Linked DNA regions of Rattus norvegicus: region 2 is linked to region 1. The links are chromatin contacts, called in public Hi-C maps. All regions are on one chromosome and are shown on one strand. Each heading gives the region's core, a stretch centred on a gene start, on an enhancer-like site or on the middle of the called end of the contact. The rest is flanking DNA. Distances are from core to core; before and after follow the strand shown.

What was found. A called contact is a pair of places that touch in the nucleus more often than the background predicts.
Region 2: a Hi-C map of liver shows a contact between it and region 1, with 2.7 times the contacts expected there. The contact joins the promoter of Utp3 here to the promoter of Mob1b in region 1. A contact is called at or near these places in 4 of 12 Hi-C or Micro-C datasets (kidney, liver and mammary epithelial cells).

Annotation. Positions count from the first base shown.
Region 1 is chr14:19,648,572-19,652,368 of GRCr8, reverse strand. Mob1b (MOB kinase activator 1B) reads left to right here and starts at 2,450. Exons shown (of 6, transcript NM_001108357.1): 1 at 2,450-2,715. The coding sequence starts at 2,702.
Region 2 is chr14:19,799,612-19,803,267 of GRCr8, reverse strand. Utp3 (UTP3, small subunit processome component) reads left to right here and starts at 1,848. Exons shown (of 1, transcript NM_001012036.1): 1 at 1,848-3,502. The coding sequence starts at 2,028. The coding sequence ends at 3,440.

The sequences.
Region 1 (3,797 bases), core at 1,201-3,700:
ATAGCAATACAGGTAAATGCCAGGTGGGCATGGCCACCCACCTATAATTCCTGTGGCTCAGAAGACCTGGTTGGGATCTCCATAGGAAGCTGGCTAGATTAGTTAGTGAGCTCTGGGGTCACCTAAGAGTCTGTGCCTCACCAAATAAAGGTGGAAAGCAATTGAGGAAGACTCCTAAAACCAGCCTTGTGACTCTACACATAGGAGCACCTATATACACACTACTCTACACACACACACACACACACACACACACACACGAACGAACGATTGAAAATGTTGGTATGTTCACACTCCAGAATTGAAAAAGAAATTTTAGAAATTGGGATAAAGGAGAAATTATCACTATTAAAAACACCGACTTGAATGCAATTCTGATTCCCAAATTCCTTCTAGTATACCGAAGACAGTCACTGCTTGATTTAAAGTCTAACCTTGCAGACTTTAAACATTCTGTATTATAACATGACATTTCTCTCATTTTTAAGGGTGCCAAGTCAACGAGGCATTTCCAGTGATGTGACAGACCAGTACTCAGCAGTAGACTGGCAGAGGCTTCCTTCCCTCTGCCAGTCTTTTTCCTGATTCAGTATAAGATGCATAGACTTACATCAAACCAAAGGCAGGGCCACCTAAGCGAAATCAGGAAGCAGGTAAGAACTGTGGGCCAGGCTTTAGAAGGACAGGATCTTTGACAGGACAGAACTTTAGAACTAAAAACTTTCTTAAAGATCATGTAATAGTGTGGTGGTGGTGGTAAGTGCACTCAGGAGGCAGAGGCAGGTAGATCTCTGAGTTCAAGGCCAGCCTGGTCTATAAGCAAGGTCTAGGACAGCCAAGGCTATATAGAGAAACCCTGTCTCAAAAAATAAAAAGAAACAAACCAAACCAATCCAATCGAAAGATTTTTATAATAATCAAAAGCTTCACCTTACTGTTTCTCTGAGTTAGTGTCTGGAAATACAGTCCCAGGCTGGCCTCAAACTCATATCTACCTGCCCCTGCAGCCTTTTCTAAAGCACATAGCCATGTTTGGCTGCCAGAACCACAGTAAAGAGTGGGTGAGAATGGGGCTCTGACTCAACTATTCTTCCTCAAATGGTCTCTAACCTGGTGAGGTAAATCTCACCTTTAGAAGACCTTTATGGAATTATTACATGAAGGTTTGAAAACAAGGCCTACCTATTGTTTTTATTATAGTAAATCCTTTTGCTGTCTTTTTTTTTTTTTTTTTTTTTGAGACAGCATCTTACCATGTATCTCTGGTTGGCTTTGATTTCCATATGTAAACCAGGCTGGCTTTGGACTCACACAGACCTGCCTACCTCTGCTTCCCCAGTTCTGGGCTCAAAGGCATGTGCCACCTACCTGGTTCTCTGTTATCTTTTGAGGCTGTCTTTTCGAATTATTATTTGCTGTTCCTGAGATAACATAAGGTTCTGGTTTCTTGCATTTAGGTTTTTAAAACCAATTAGCCAACACAGCAGGCTACAGGTGTATCAATGAAATAGGATACATTTAATATTTGTATCGCCTTCAAGTATCTTCTTTGGAATCGTAAGCTCAAGTTGGGTTAATATATGCACATTGTTCCATTGAATTTCCTATCAGGTGAGAGTAAGGAAGACTACTGTCTCCTATATTTAAAAAAGTTAACCTTATTTTTCTAAGTCGATCGTTAATGCGGTCCTATCCTAGTCATGTGGTAGAAAGTCAAGCAACCTCCACTCCCGCCAATCTTCCTGTGCTGTCTTGCCTTACTTCAAACTTGTGATCCTACTGACTCAATCTCAGGTGTGGCGATTCAGGCAAGCACTACCACGCACTAACCACTTTATTTAATTTGTGTGGAAATCAGAGGACAACTTGTGGGAACTGATTCTCTTTACTATGTGGGTTCCAGGCTATCAGGCTTGGTGGCTGAACCATCTCAGGAGCCGCCAACCATTCTTATCTAAATATAAAGCTTGGCCCTCAGCCTCTTAAGCATGTGAGAATTAAAGTTCCTCCGAGTGCCAGGCTGAATAATAAGTTTTGTGCATCGGGTCTTAGAAGGGACTCCACAACTGGTTAAATCCATATGGCCACGGATAATCAGCCTCCCTGCTACTCTGGACCTCAGTTCTCCTTGGCTCCCTCAGTTTCCCTAGCTCAGTTCGTGGGATGCTTGCCGAAATCAGAGCACAGAAAGCAAGTCCAGGGCCTTCCGCTGTCCTCTTTGATGGCGACTCCCTCCCTCTCTACTAGACCCAGGCGTCTTGGAATGGAGTCCACTTCCCCGCTAGGCTCCGAACACTGTGGAGCAGCTCCGGATGCCGGGCCGCGACCCCGGGCCACGTGCTTGGGCAAACCTGTGGCGGGTCAGCGTGGGAGGCCGAGGTGACCCGAAGGTGATCCCGAGGTGGGCGGGGCACCGGAGCTCGCTCTCGCGAGACTTCGTCGCGGGGGCGCGGAGCTGGCGGAGAGGACGCGGCGGGCGGCGCTTCCTCCACCGCTCGGTTTCCAGTCCGCCGAGCTAGCCGAATCCAGGTCTTCCATTTCCGCCCGCCGGTCCGCTGGCCGCTGGAAGTAGCGAAGCCGAAGAAGTCGCGGCCGCCCCGCCGCCGGCGCGCGTCCTCCTCCCGCCCTTGCTTTTCCTCTGATTCAGGCCCGCCGCCCCAAGCTTCGCTCTGCCGAGCCCGCAGCCCACGCCGCGGCCGACATGAGCTTCTTGTTGTAAGTAGCCCGGTCGCGCCGGCTTTGTTCCGCCGCCCCCTGGGCCCGACCTCCGAAGGCCCCGACCTCCATGTGCTGCCCGGCCCTGCCTTTTAGTCTTCCTGATGTTGCCCGGCCCTGCCTCTCTGTCCTGGTGTTGCCCGGCCCTGCCTCCCCGTCCTCCTGGTGTTGCCCGGCCCTGCCTCCCCGTCCTCCTGGTGTTGCCCGGCCCTGCCTCCCCGTCCTCCTGATGCTGTCCCGGGACCTGCCTCTCTGTCCTCCTGATGCTGTCCCGGGACCTGCCTCTCTGTCCTGGTGCTGTCAGGGGGCGGGGAGCGTGCTGCCTCCTTGCCCTCCTGTTCTGACGGGGTGCCCTGCCTCCCTATCCTTCTGGCGCTGAAGTGGGCCCTGCCTCCCCATCCTCCTGGTGCTGAAGGGGGCCCTGCCTCCCTGTTCTCCTGGTGCTGTCGGGCCTCTGCCTTCTCATCCTTCTGGTGCTGCTGTCTGGGCCGTGCTTCTCAGTCCTCTATGCTACCTGGGCCATGGACTCCAGCGTTCTTGTCTGCATTTCTCTACCCAGCTTGGTTTTCGCTTCTCTGCCCTGTTTGTTCTGTCTCTGTCTTTTTGTCTCTTTCTCTCGATATAGAAGTGTGTGTGTGTTTGCAAGCTCACCTCCCACATGTATGTACATCTGTGTATTTCCACGATTACCTCCACTCTCCTGACTGTCATCCAACGCTTGCCAGGTCTCTGGCTCAGTGCCAGCTGCCCATCGCTGTTTTCCGAGTCTCAAGCCTGGAAGATGGATTGTTCTTATCTGGCTACTTCAGACCCCTTTAACATCTTTGTCAGGTCTTAGGATTGAGAAACTGAGAGCCAAGTTCCATAGAGGTGATTTCAAAGCAGGGCTGCTTGAGGGCCTGGGACTTGAGCACCCTGCTTCTTGCAATGCTTTCTTGATTTGTAGAGGTCATATTTTTTCATTTACCTTCCAGATAGGACGTGGGTTATTAATGTGCCCAGGATTATTAATTCAGGTCCTGAACTGTAGTTCTCCAGTGGTTTGTGAGTTAATGCTCCAGCCTTGCAGTTAATGCTGGGCA
Region 2 (3,656 bases), core at 599-3,098, 150 kb before region 1:
CGAAGTGAAATACTCTTTAAACAAATTGAACATATTCATTAAACAAATTGAACATTCCTCTGTACCAAACTTGGGGTAGGAGGTTAACTAGAGGATTTTTCAAGCTGTTTTGAGATTTATTATATATAAGCACACCGTAGCTGTCTTCAGACACACCAGAAGAGAACGTCAGCTCTCATTACAGATGGTTGTGCGCCACCATGTGGTTGCTGGGATTTGAACTCGAGACCTCTGGAACAACAGTCAGTGCTCTTAACCATCTCTCCAGCCCTCACACTGTTTTGAATACAACACAAATCCATTGATTTTGAACAGAAATGGTAAACCCTTTTGGAGAGTTTTTGTTTGTTTGTTTGTTTGTTTGTTTGTTTGTTTGTTTGTTTTACAGTTTCTAGCAGGAGAATGTAGCAAATAGCTATCCATATTCCCTCAACCAAAGAACAAAGACTGTCCTTCTCCATCTGGGAAGGCTATCTTCTTTAATCTGTCCTATCACCCAGGGAGCAGTGAGAACGGAGACATGGACCTGGAGTCAACTGTGGCGATGAGGGGAGTAGCAGGCAAATCACCCTCGGGTCTTTAAATCCTTTTATGATCGCGCGAGCCTATGCATGCGTGCGTGCCTGTGTCTGTTTGGATAGTTGTACTTATTGCTGTCTTATTTTATAAGACAAGGCCCCATGTGGTGTGTATAATCGCGACTTTGTATATCCTTTTAAATAAGGACGCTGACACATAACAAGACACACATTTGAGATGGCTTAGCTGGTAAAGGCGCTGTCTACTAAGCTTGACAACAGTTCGATCCCTCAGACCCGCATGATGGAAGGAGTCTATTCGCCCGCCCGTACTCTTGTTTTCAAAACATATGTAAAGCCTATGCTGGGATCCCAGCACTGAACGCTGGCTAACAATGGTCTTGTGAGCTCCAGCAGTCATTTCTCCCATTTGACTGAGTTCTGCCCTCCTAGTTCTGCCCTCCTAGACCACAAGGTCTCCAAACACGGAAAAATCATCTATTTTGGCCATTATTTCTCTCTCAGAGCCTAACACGCTGCCAGGCATGTTGGTGCTTGACCAATGTTGAAGAACACAACAATGAATGATTATTAAGTACTGCCATCCAATTCTATACCGGCGGGCGGGGGAGGGGGGCTGTCCTTTAATGGCGGTCCACCGCTGACAGCTTCAGTGTTTTCCAGAACGTCTAGAAAAGCGAAAACTGTTCCAGCAGAAGAACACTATCGCGTCTTTTTCCTTTTCCCGGGGGATGGGGGGCTGCCCTCAGAAAACCGCCAAAGTCCGCCCTCGGCTCGCCTAAAAGCACACACTCGCCGTGCGGGGCCCAGAAACCCCGCCAGACAAAAACCCCGCTGTTTCGGTAGCAACCGCCAGACAGAAACAGAGAAAAGAACCAAGCCGGGAGGCTGAGACTAGCCTGGACAACATGGCGAGGCCCGGCTTCAGAAGTCAAGACAGACCAAAAAAACAAAACGAAACAACCAAACTTCCACTCGGGAGGACCGAAGAAACTAACCGAGAGCTGGGAAACTGTCTAGCGTAGCTCACTGGGCGCCCTGCTGACGCATGGAGACGTAGAGGCCCAGCGCCCTCTGTCGGCCGCAGGCTGTCTCGCAGCGACGCTGACGGGTTTCGACTCCACGCCGGAACTCGCGCGAGAGAGCGCGGAAGTCGCCACAAAAGGCTCGGCGGAACGGAAGGTCCTTAGCCTGCCGTTCCTATCCGGAAGTGTTTTAATTCGCCGGAATCGACTGCTTTTAGAAAGGCACAGCGGGACTACGCTTCCGAGGGCGAGCGGAAGTTCAGGCTCGCCGCTGTGCGAAGAGCACCCTGGGAGCGGAAGGAAATGGGCTTTTCCCAGACTCTGGGATCCGGTATTCACCAACTTGTGTGGCGTGGAGCGTGGTGGTGCTGAAAACCTCCGGTTGCTGGAATCGTTTCTGCGCGGACATCAGAAGTGGCGGAAATCGCGGCATCGCTGGGGAACCCGAGACCGCTGGTGAGCCATGGTGAAGCGATCACGGCGGCGTGGAGCGGCCCAGTGGGCCACCGTGCGGGCCAAGGCTGGTCGCACTGCCACGGACGAAAATGAGGACGATTTAGGGTCGCCGCCTTCTCCAGGGGACTCCAGCTACTACCAAGACCAGGTAGATGAGTTCCATGAAGCGCGATCTCGGGCAGTCCTGGCTAAGGGCTGGAACGAAGTCGAGAGTGGGGAGGAGGATGACGATGAGGAGGAAGAGGTGCTACCTCTAAATATTGACGATGAAAATGACGAAGATGGAGAGAGTTCCGAGGAGGAGGAGGATGGCGAAGATGATGATGGTGGGAGCTCCGTACAGAGTGAGGCTGAGGCCTCTGTGGATCCCAGCTTGTCCTGGGGTCAGAGAAAAAGGCTTTATTATGATACAGACTACGGTTCCAAATCCCGAGGCCGTCAGAGTCAGCAAGAAGTAGAAGAGGAGGAAAGAGAGGAAGAAGAGGAGGCACAGGTAATTCAGCGGCGCTTAACCCAAGCCCTGCAAGAGGATGATTTTGGAGTCGCTTGGGTGGAGGCCTTTGCAAAACCCGTGCCACAAGTAGACGAAGCTGAGACTCGGGTTGTGAAGGATTTGGCTAAAGTCTCGGTAAAAGAGAAGCTGAAAATGTTGAGGAAAGAGTCACCAGAGCTCTTAGAACTGATAGAAGACCTCAAAGTCAAGTTGACAGAAGTGAAGGATGAGTTAGAGCCTTTGATACAGTTGGTGGAAAAGGGGGTCATTCCGCCTGGAAAAGGAAGCCAGTACCTGAAGACTAAGTATAACCTCTACTTGAATTATTGCGCCAACATCAGTTTTTATTTGATCTTAAAAGCCAGGAGAGTCCCCGCACATGGACATCCTGTTATAGAAAGGCTTGTTACCTACAGAAATCTGATCAACAAGCTCTCAGTTGTGGATCAGAAACTGTCCTCCGAAATCCGTCACCTACTCACAGCCAAGGAGGGTGCTGGAAAGAAAGACCTGAATCCAAAAGCAAAATTAACCAAGACCAAGCCAAAGTCTGCAAAGCAGACTGATGTTAACGCTGACCTGACTGAAGAGCCTGAGTTTGATGAGGCTGCACTAGAGTTCTACAAGGAAATGGAAGACAGGCCAGAGTTGAAGAGAAAGAAAGAAGAAAATAGTGCTGAAGAACAGGCTCTTGAAGAGCAAAACGCCAAGCGAGCCATTACCTACCAGATCGCCAAAAATAGGGGACTTACACCCAGGAGAAAGAAGATTGATAGAAATCCCAGAGTCAAACATAGGGAAAAGTTCCGAAGAGCCAAAATCCGAAGACGAGGCCAGGTTCGTGAAGTTCGTAGAGAAGAACAGCGGTATAGTGGTGAACTCTCTGGCATTCGCGCTGGAGTTAAAAAGAGCATTAAGCTTAAGTAAAGTTGCTCTTAGGCCTAGCTTTTGCCACTTACCGTAGGTCAATAAAAGTGTTTTTGCAGTAATGTGATTGTTTGTGTGTGATAACTAATTTTTAAGTTTAAAATTTTTCAACAGGGAAATGGGGTTGTTGCTTTGGGTTTTTTGTTGGTTTTTTGTACTGGGTGCTGGGAATTTAAACCTGGAGCCCGTGCATAACTACTCATAAGCTGTCTCCAG